Regions from separate parts of the Mus musculus genome. Here region 2 is linked to region 1. Evidence: chromatin contacts called from public HiChIP or PLAC-seq data. All regions are on one chromosome and are shown on one strand. Each heading gives the region's core, a stretch centred on a gene start, on an enhancer-like site or on the middle of the called end of the contact. The rest is flanking DNA. Distances are from core to core; before and after follow the strand shown. Region 1 overlaps Rbm20 (RNA binding motif protein 20). Region 2 has its middle 32 kb from the start of Gm41867.

Region 1 (4,960 bases), core at 1,720-4,219:
CAAGCTGAAATAAATTTCTCTCCCCTCAAACTATTTCTAACCCCCCTTTTATAGTTATTTACTTATTTTTATTTTATATACATTGGTGCGTTGCTTGTATGTATGTCTGTATGAGGGTCTCAGGTCCCCTGGAACTGGAGTTACAGACAGTTGTGAGCTGCCATGTGAGTACTGGGAATTGAACTCAGACCCTCTGGAAGAGCAACCAGAGCTCTTAACTGTTGAGCCATCTCTCCGGCCCTTAAACTGTTTTCTAAGGCTACAGAGTTAGCTCCACAGATGAAGGCCCTTGCCACCAAACCTGACGATCCGTGAGACCTATACGATTGATAAGTGTAAACAGGTTCTACCAAATGCCTCTGACTGTACCATGGCATATGTACCTCTGTCAACAAAAATTGACTAATTAGGGCTGGTGAGATGGCTCAGCCGGTAAGAGCAATGACTGCTCTTCCGAAGATCGTGAGTTCAAATCCCAGCAACCACATGGTGGCTCACAACCACCCATAATGAGATCTGATGCCCTCTTCTGGTGTGTTTGAAGACAGTTACAGTGTACTTATGTATAATAATAAATAAATCTTTTAAAAAATTGATTAATCAATTAGATGGTTTTTTTCCTCAAATATTTTTACAGTGATTTTAAGAACATCTGCATAACATATTCTTCTAAGAGGAAAGATCTTCACTGAAAAGGGATAACATTGCTTGATCCTTCTGCTCAGCAAGGTGGCAATGCAAGATCAGAGTGGGTGCCTGTGTGGCCGTGGGCTGTCCTTGGATGAGTGGGAGCAGGGCTCAGGCGCCACGGGTCCTCATCTCAACCCGTCTCTCGTCAGCCATGTGACAGTGAGAAAGGAAAAGGCTCACCTCCCTGCACCTCAGCATACCTGTGTATGCACTCAGTTAGAGACAGGATCTTGCCATTAGCCCTGGGTCTCTTGGTGCTAGCTATGGAGACCAAACTATCTCCAAATTTGCAGGGATGTTCTTGCCCTCCCCCCCCCCCACCCCCCCCCCCCGCCGAAACAGTGTGCCTATTTTGTTTTGAAAAACAAATAAACAAACAAACACCCACATTACACTCTTTCCCTTTAAGGCCCACACAGGTAAAGAAAGCGCTGTCTGGGCGTCCTGGAAACTGCCAGGTCCCACATAGTTATAGCGTTCTGCAGGCTGTTCTTGGGGAGGGCATTTTCTGTGTGAAGAGAACCATCTTCATTCTAGGAAACAGTCACATGTTTGGATGCTCTCATTGCCACTGAGAGTCAGGATAAAATGAGTGAAGTCATTGGTTCAGCCATATCAGCGAAGTGTCAGTCATGATAATGTGATTGCATCACAACTGGGGAGCAGGGGCTATGCTCAGAGACAGGTTTGAGACTTAGAACCATCCTAATTTTACCTCTCATAAGCTAGTCTCTCTGGGCCAGTACTCAGCTTCTATAAGGCCTTAGGTCCTCATCATTAAAAGGAAGACAGATGTATCCAGGCTTGTTCTGAGAGTGGAAGGGTGCATACCGTATTTAGCCCAGTTCCTACCACCCAGCAAGTAACCACTGCTATTATTATTCCTGCCGTTGTGTTATCGCTGCTAATATTATCCTTATCATTGTCACCCTGAGAACAGGCAGCATGGGAGCTCTGCCAACAAACAAGGAAGCTAAGAATGTGGAGATGTGAAAGTAGACAGAAAGGGAAGGGCAGGCAGGGGGTGGGCAGCTTCTGTCAGGAGAGAGCAGAGGTGGAGAGAGGCTCAAGCTGCAGAGATAGTGGCAACAGCCCTTGGGTGACCTCAACCAGGCAACAGCACATTGCAAGGCTGTTGAAGGTCCGTGCTGTGGCCCTGTACAGCGCAGCCACATGCTCGTCCCTGGTGATGTCCCCCTGACCAGCAGACAAGCCAGGAGCGTGTCAGTGCCCAACCAACAAAACCAACTTTGTTCACAGTGAGCACGATGGCTTCCCAGAGAAGCGATTCGGGAATTTAAAACCACTCTTGAGTTCAACTCAGCTCACTTTCCAGACTGTAACAAATGCGCCCTTGCTTGTTTGTGCTAAGATATAAACCATAGTCCAGGTGAGATTAATGAAGCCAGGCAGGAGTTACTGTTCACTGTGGGTACGACTTCACAGGAGACCCAAGTGCAACTTGCAGCTCAGGGGTCGGGCCTCTGCTGTCTCCTGGAAGCTAAATATCTCCTAGATCTTCATCTTTCCATAGTTAAATCTGACTGCACATATGCAGATCTTAGAAGAGTTCAGAGAAGCTCACCATGCCTCCAGGTGAAAGTGCCATGAACTTATGAGACATCCCCAAGTTTTCTACAACACTGTAATTCATAATTTATATTATTTACAATGTGTTTCAAGGAGAACCAGACAGGAGGAGTGCAAAGGCCCCAGATATAAAGAAAATGGGGGTGGAAAGGCTGGACGCACCCTACTGGACCAGTACCATTGTCTGCCCTGACTGCAATAAATGACATAACTACATGGTGATTAAAAGGGGAAAAACTAACTTTCCTGTAATGCTCTCAGAAACTGGGTCAGGCTATGTAGCACAGAGACGGGTTTCAAAATGCCAGGTTACAAAGATGCTAGCTCTGACAATCCAGGTCCTGTGCGGGCTGCAAGTTCGAAATTCTAGCTAAATGTCATAGATCTGAGAAGCAAGGAGTCTCAGAGATCATCTTGTGGTCACAACCCACCTGTCCAACACAGGGAGGAAAGCAAAAGCCAGGGAAGTTGATGAAATACAAAAGTCTCGTTGTTCCAACCCCAGTCGAACTCCTGAAGAGAGCAGAGCCAGGACTGGAGCCCCAGGGCTGGTGCGGGGGTGAGAGTGGAACGCAGCCTTCAGCAGGGGGGGTCTCTTCCTTCTTGGAGACAGGGAGGGCTGTTGCACACTCTCTTCACAAACAATGGTGTTGCTGGATCATCATTGGCTAGGCCTCTGTGACTAATTTCAAGATTACCGGGTCACTGCTGCTAACCCGTGTTTGGGCCTTTGCCACAACATTACCATAGGGTGATTCATATCACCATGACAGCTCTCCGAGATGATTCATAGCATCGATGATAATCCTGCGTTCTCTCTTTTGTTCTGGGCTTTTCACTTGGTAGGTTAATAGGAGTCGCCCACTGCTGCAACACACACATGCACACGCATGCACATACATTCACACACACACACACACACGCCCACGCCCACGCCCACGCACAATCAGTCTCCAGAGGAACCATATGGGTAGTGAGTTCAAATGTGATCATTTCCAGTTTACACTAAGAAGACTATATAGGTCAGACAGTGGTGTGCACTTCTCCACCCAGTACTCAGGAGGCTGAGGCAGGAGGATTGAGAGTTTGAGGACAATCCCGGCTATGTAAGTGAGACTTTGTCTCAAAACAAACAAACAGAAAACGAAAAGCACAAGACCAGGAAAGACATGGTGAGCCACCTGAGGTCATCCACAGAATAAAGGACTTTTAGTTGCATAACTGCCCACGGTCACTAAAGGGAGCGTCTAGCGCTTTATTTTCGGCCCAACTTCCCTATGTGACCTTTAGTCTCCTGTGCTCTGCACTGCTCTTATCAGACAGCGTGCAAGTCTCACGAAGAGGGCCTGGTGGTTTTCTAACTGACAGGGGTGGGACTGCCTTTCCTCTCAGGAGTGGAACTCAGCACGTGCATGAGGGAAATGATAAATCCATGCGTGCAGAGAAAGCAGTATGCGTTCCCCAGCGACCCACAAGACAGGCTTCCAGGGGGCCCAGCCATGTGACATGGTGACATGACAGACAGGGTACAGTCTCCTACACATCCATAACTGTCTCGGGATTGCTTGTATCTGCAAGGCTGTGTTGAACCAGCCTGCAAGTCTGGGGCAATTTTGGCCAATGTAGCCTCTAAGAATAACATACTCACTCTTCCTTTCTCCCATACCCTATCATTTTCTTTTTTTTAAGGCTTTCTTTGTTTTGAAGGGCTGGGGACATGTGGAAAACACATGTCTGCTACTGAGCCTCATCTCCCAGCTACTCATGTTTCTTTCTTTTAAAATACGTTTTATTTTATAAAATTATGCACCAGGTGTGGTGATGCACACCTTTCATCCCAGCGTTCAGGGAGCATAGGAAGGTTGATCTCTGTGAGTTTGAATTCAGCCTGGTCTATAAAGAGAGTTCCATGCCAGCGAGGGCTGCATAGTTAAGACCGTATCTACAGAAAAAGAAAAAAAAAAAAGTAAAAGATAAACAACTTAATTTTGTTGTTATTGATGTTTTGGTTTTTTGAAACAAGGTCTCTTGACCTTGTATACTGGGGAATTAGAAAGGGTCTCAGTATATAGCCCTGGCTGTCCTGGAGCTTACTCTGTAGACCAGGCTAGCCTTGAACTCACAGAGATCCTCCTGCCTCTACCTCTCAAGTACTAGTGTTAAAGACATGTGTTGCTATGCCCAGTTTATGACTTAAAATTATTATATTAGATGAAGAGATTTATTTAATATTCATGTTTGTTGTGAATTTTAAAAATATAAAAGTAAGCTAGGTGGTAGTGGCACATATCTTTAATACCAGTACTTGGAAGGCAGAGGTACGTGGATCTCTGAGTTTAAGGCCAGTCTGGTCTACATAACTAGCTCTAGGATAGCCAAGTATACACAGAGAAAGCCTGTGTCAAAAAAAAACCAACACCAGTGTGTGTGTGTGTGTGTGTGTGTGTGTGTGTGTGTGTGTGTAGCAGGAGCCTAAAAAAACCTCATCATTGATTCCCCCACCCCCTCAAATGAACAGAACATGCTATTATAGTCATTTTGACTCAGAGGACATTAGGTGGACAAGGCCAACCTAGGCAGCACATATGTGCTGTCACAACACAAGATGGAGAGCTACTGAGACCCTGTTTAATTCCCTAATACACAGTAATATCCCTTCAAGACACTGCCTAGATCAGTC
Region 2 (4,960 bases), core at 1,079-3,578, 990 kb before region 1:
GCAGTCAAGGAAGAAGACTTAGAGCAGAAGGTAGTAGATGCCTGTGAGGTGAGGAAGGCTTCTCTTCTCCTGTCTTTCAGAGTTACGCACGAGATAGGTGTGTAGGTGAATTTATAGTTCAGTGTCAACAGAAAGTCTCCTTTTTGCTTCTTGTTTTCTGGATTTTTTAAAATTATTACCATTATTTAAATTTTATCGTTAAGTTTCAGTATGCATGATGTGTTATATAGTGTGTCATATAATGACATTTTCATACAAGTTTATGTTGCACATTGGGTATGCGCTCCATGTGATAGTTAATGTTTCTCAACTTGACACATCTGGGGAAAGGCAGCCTTCCTGGAGGAATTGCCTCTATCAGACTGTCCTGTGGGTATGTCTGTGGGTGCTTTTCTTGGATGCTAATTGATGTATGAGTTCCCAGTTCATTGTGGGTATCACCAATCCATTTTCTGCTGGATCTGGGCTATATAAGAAAACAGACTGTACATAAGCTAGAGTGAGCAATTAAGGACATAACATTTTTTCTGTGGTTACTGCCTCAAGTTCCTGATCTGAGTTTATGCCTTGGCAATGCTGAATAATGGAGGATAATCTGCAAGCTGAAAAATACCTTTTCTCTCCAAGTTTCTTCTGCTCTGTAGTGTTCCTAACAGCAGCAAAAAGCAAACTAGAACATCCCCCTACCTCCTACTCCCACCCCTTTTATCTTCTCTCTCCTGTTAGTCCCTTTTGTTCATCTAAACAGTTTCACACCTACTTTTCTATCATATCTACAGACTGGATTTTATGTATATATTAAAATTTAGAAATCACAAATGAGATTAAAACACGAGGAATTTGCTTTTCTGAGGATGACTTATTTATTTAATACAATTATCTCCAGTTATATATTTTTTTCCTGCAAGCCTTCTGGATGGTGCTGGGTTTGTTTTGCCCTTAACCTGACCAAACTCATGCCTCTGATTATAGCCAATCACCTTTGTGATACATTGCAAATGCTTTCAACTCATGCTTTGGGCTTTTGAACCAAAGAGAAAGTTTGATTGGAAAGTAACGTTCAGTCAATCACTTGAATCTCATATTCAGAATGAACTTTTGTATATTTTCCAGACAAGGATAAGGTTGGCTCCATGTCTCTGTTAGGGCCAGAAATCAGGTCTATGTCGCTAAGGAAGAGGAGCTATTAGAAATATTACCACATAAGCTTTGAATGCCACGTGGGAGCTTTACTAGATCTTTCCGAAGGCAAATTCAGAGAGTGTGCTCTGAGTAGGTCATGAGTATGAAGTGCGATGGATGAACATAGCAAGTACCTGGGTAACACTGGGAGCCTGAGGCTGGGGAATAAGCATTAGATTGTACAGTTTCTCTGCCTACTTGGGCTTACCAGACATATGGAGCAATGTATTGCTTTTCCTTTTATTCTAATTTTTTTTTTCTTATTGGGCAGCTCCCAATTTCCTGAGCATCTTCAGTTTCTGGTGGTCATTTTCAGGAAGTCTTTACTCGATGAAGAGCACATAGAGCACACAAGGTCTCTAAAAGGTGGAATGTTGTTCTTCTTTGTCTAGGTGATATTCAGTAGCCTGCTTACTTGTAGTAAGATTATTTAACCACTTGTTAGCTTGGGATAAAAAGAAGTTGAGCAAAAGCACGAAGCTGGGCTGCAATTTGGTACCTATAGCACTTGAACCACCATTTTTAGGAGGAGCCACGTACCTGATGGTCATCAATCATCCTGTGAAAATAATATTCTCATTTTATAGGTTAGAGTGATACCTTCGAGAAATGTAATAGGTTACTGAGGCAGAAGGTACACAGTAGGCATAAACTCAAATCTCTCTGATTTAAAAGCTTGTTCTTTGTGCTGTATCCTTACCAATCAGTGGTGATGTCATTTTGACCTAAGTTTCATAGAAAAACAAAATTTAGAACAGATTTTTTTTTGATAGAGTATTTGGCCTCTATATAAATGCAAATTTTGACTCCTCAGCTGAGATTAAGATGAGCTCTAAATTAACAGGAGACCTGAGTGAATGTATCCTGTTCATTATAAAGGGACCCTGATTCTTTCTTCCCTGAAAGGTTTGATTTTCTCAGGAGTACTTGGGTCTGAGTCTATTTCCTTTGAGCTTCTCTTCACCGGGCTACAATTTCTCTCTTCCTGGGGAACGATGATTCAGGCCTTTGAGGTTACAGATAAATAAATGTCATGCTTACACAATGCAGTATCTGTATTCATTTTTTTAGTGGCACGAGGGTTTAGAGGAGGCGACAGGAAGCAAAGCCAGGCAGAAAATCATTTACATTGCTATCATTGTGACAAGAAAGTGACTCAGAATCCAGGAGCGTATGGAGTTTACCCACTGTCCCACTGTCCAGCCACTGGTTGAGAATGGATGCAAAGAAATGGGCATACAACATGTAGACATGTAGAACCTCTGTCCCCAGCCTTCTGCATGCTTACCCATAGCAGTGGGTTTACCCTCCTCTTGACTATGTAATTTCTACTCCACCTCTTCACTTATGGGAAGGCCTGTAAGTGGCTTTGTCATAGGCCCCAAGCTTCTGCTTTGATATGGGAGAATGAGACAGATAGACTCAGAAACAACCTTTGTGCTAGGCAGTCTCTTTAGAGACATTCTCCACTGGCTGCATATTAAAATCACTTGGGAAATGTTACAAAATTCCCAAAGTTAAGGACCATTTCAAGACAAGCATGGTGCAGCCTCGTGTTCATGGACTAGGGGGCCCTTAGGTTTGATCTTCATTCTTGCCTTAGCACTTTTCCTACTGTGGTATATAGACCATGACAAGAGTGGGTATTAATGTCTCCTTTACACTGAAATGGAGGCAAAAATAGAACCTTTTCAATGGCCTTACTACACATAGTGATAGAAATTCTGCATATAAGGCTGTCACCCCAATGCTTAATACACCCCCAACACATCAGTAACTAGCACCTATATGGAGTGATGAGGACTTTCTCCTCAAACTGACATCAGTTTACCTTGTTTCATCTATAGCATTTTAAAGCCTTCCAATATAAGTAACTGTCATGCTCCCTCTTTAACTATAAAATTGAAGCTTCACACATGTAGAATAGATATGGCTGGGTCAACACTGGATGCAGAGAAATGGACACAACATCTGGAGACATATCCCCTCTTCTGTCAGCCTTTTATACCCATATCTACAGCAGCAGGTTAGGCTTCTCCATGACTATTTCAAGTTCACTCCATCCTCTTTATCTATCAAAGGGCCTGTAAGGCTACTTAGCCAGTGCCTTGTACCTACTCAATGGCAGAGTCCATTTGAATCCTTTGTTAATCATTTTGGACTGTTAGATCCAAGTTCCTTTATGATTGGGGGAGGAATAATTAACTGAGTTTTAATCTTATACTTCATACATATTTGCTGTGAGAAAAAAAATAAAACACAGATATAAAGCTATCTCCTTCCTCATTTTTAAAAATTCTATTCCTTACTTCTCAGAGTATTTAATCTCTTGGATGTTTTTCAAAAATTTTTCTATGTACATATAATTACATGCATATTTATGTTATAGGGGTATATGAAATATATACCCTTTCTACAAAGATGTGAACTATATATGTATATGTATTTCTGCTTCCAGATTTTCCCTTTATTAATCTTGAAAATCATTAATATATTTGCAATTACATATAAACATATTTATTGGTATTTTGTGGTTATAAGATATTTATGGGTATGCAATATCTAGCAAATATTACTGGCAAGGACCATTTCATAGTGTACCATTGAAGCATTTGAGCTACTATTTCTGCATTCCTAGGGATGGAGTTTGTGGGGTCAATCTCTCTGTACAGTCTAGGATTTCTTGTGTTAGCCACGCTACAATGCCATTCCTATCTACATGCCTTTTGGTCCACCAACCTTGAAAGAAACTTAAACAACCTTCCAGGGCTGAAACACTAGACAGATTCCATATTATCCTTCCGTCTTGGCCCAAAGAAGGGGCAGAGAGTTCTGGCACCAGCTGTGGATATTTTGTACAGAGGACTAGATGAAGCAAATGTTCTAGCCTCAGTTCCCATCAGGGAAATTAAACAGATATTTACAAGGCAAATTGCTCATGTCTCATTCACCTCCCCCAGACCACAGCCATTCAGGCTCACTCAACTTACCAGTAACTCCAGCATCCTTAAAAGGGCATAAAATCAGATTGGTTCCTATTAATAATTCTTCCTGCCTACCCTGGGGAATTTGGAATGGCAGTGGTATCGTAAGTGCACACCCTGATCTATGAATTTGTTACTGAACTGAATTGCCCAGTGATTTTTTTTTTTTTTTTTTTTTTTTTTTTTGTTAGATGACACAGCTAGAAAGGGAGCAATGGCTCAAAGCCATGATGAATGCCGCTGTGTCTCTGCCTCCTTCCCTCAGCTCATCACTGTAAGTAATTACCTGCCTGATCCTGGACAAGTCCTTCTGTTTGGCTCACGTCAGCTATTGATCATTTATTTAAGAATTGTGTACTCCAGGGAAAGTGAAAAAAAACTTCTTTGAATTAATTTTTTGAGCCCACTGTGGTCATGAATAAATATCTTTCATTTTAGACAATTTACATCAGCAACTTTGTAGCTGTGGGAATTTGTTTCCCTCTTCTGACCTGTTCCTCTGAAAATTGGTTTTCTAACCACTCTGGAAACAGTAGTTTTAAATTGACACATTAAATTTTCAGAATGGTGTTTCACTTACTGTGTTCTGACTGTGCTGTAGCACAATGCTTTGACAGGCACACAGTGGGGCTCTGGTTAGAATAGAGGGCTTCCAACTGTTGTCTAGTGGGAGCCCACATTTCATCTCATAGGTTAGAACTCTGGGTAATCGTTTTCATAACTGGAGGGAGCAAGTCTGTGCTGATTTTTAAGCAAGGGTAGCTGAGAGTAAACAAAAACATTCTAATAAGCAA

What was found. HiChIP or PLAC-seq counts read pairs in DNA pulled down with a chosen protein or histone mark.
Region 2: a contact with region 1 is called in a FOXA1 HiChIP or PLAC-seq map of pancreatic cancer cells. The contact joins two enhancer-like sites. A contact is called at or near these places in 1 of 115 datasets of contacts at active chromatin or transcription factors (pancreatic cancer cells) and 1 of 9 other capture datasets (embryonic stem cells).

The regions. Positions count from the first base shown.
Region 1 is chr19:53,798,785-53,803,744 of GRCm38.p6, reverse strand. The region is part of intron 1 of Rbm20 (RNA binding motif protein 20); the gene reads right to left. Among named protein-coding and RNA genes, the nearest start is that of Gm30890, 14 kb to the right of the region's middle. Within about 2 kb of position 2,969, at least 148 of the 459 cell types and tissues checked have an H3K27ac peak or open chromatin away from gene starts, as enhancers often do. A contact at or near this core is called in pancreatic cancer cells, where this site is marked.
Region 2 is chr19:54,790,834-54,795,793 of GRCm38.p6, reverse strand. No RefSeq gene overlaps it. Among named protein-coding and RNA genes, the nearest start is that of Gm41867, 32 kb to the right of the region's middle. Within about 2 kb of position 2,328, at least 5 of the 459 cell types and tissues checked have an H3K27ac peak or open chromatin away from gene starts, as enhancers often do. A contact at or near this core is called in pancreatic cancer cells, where this site is marked.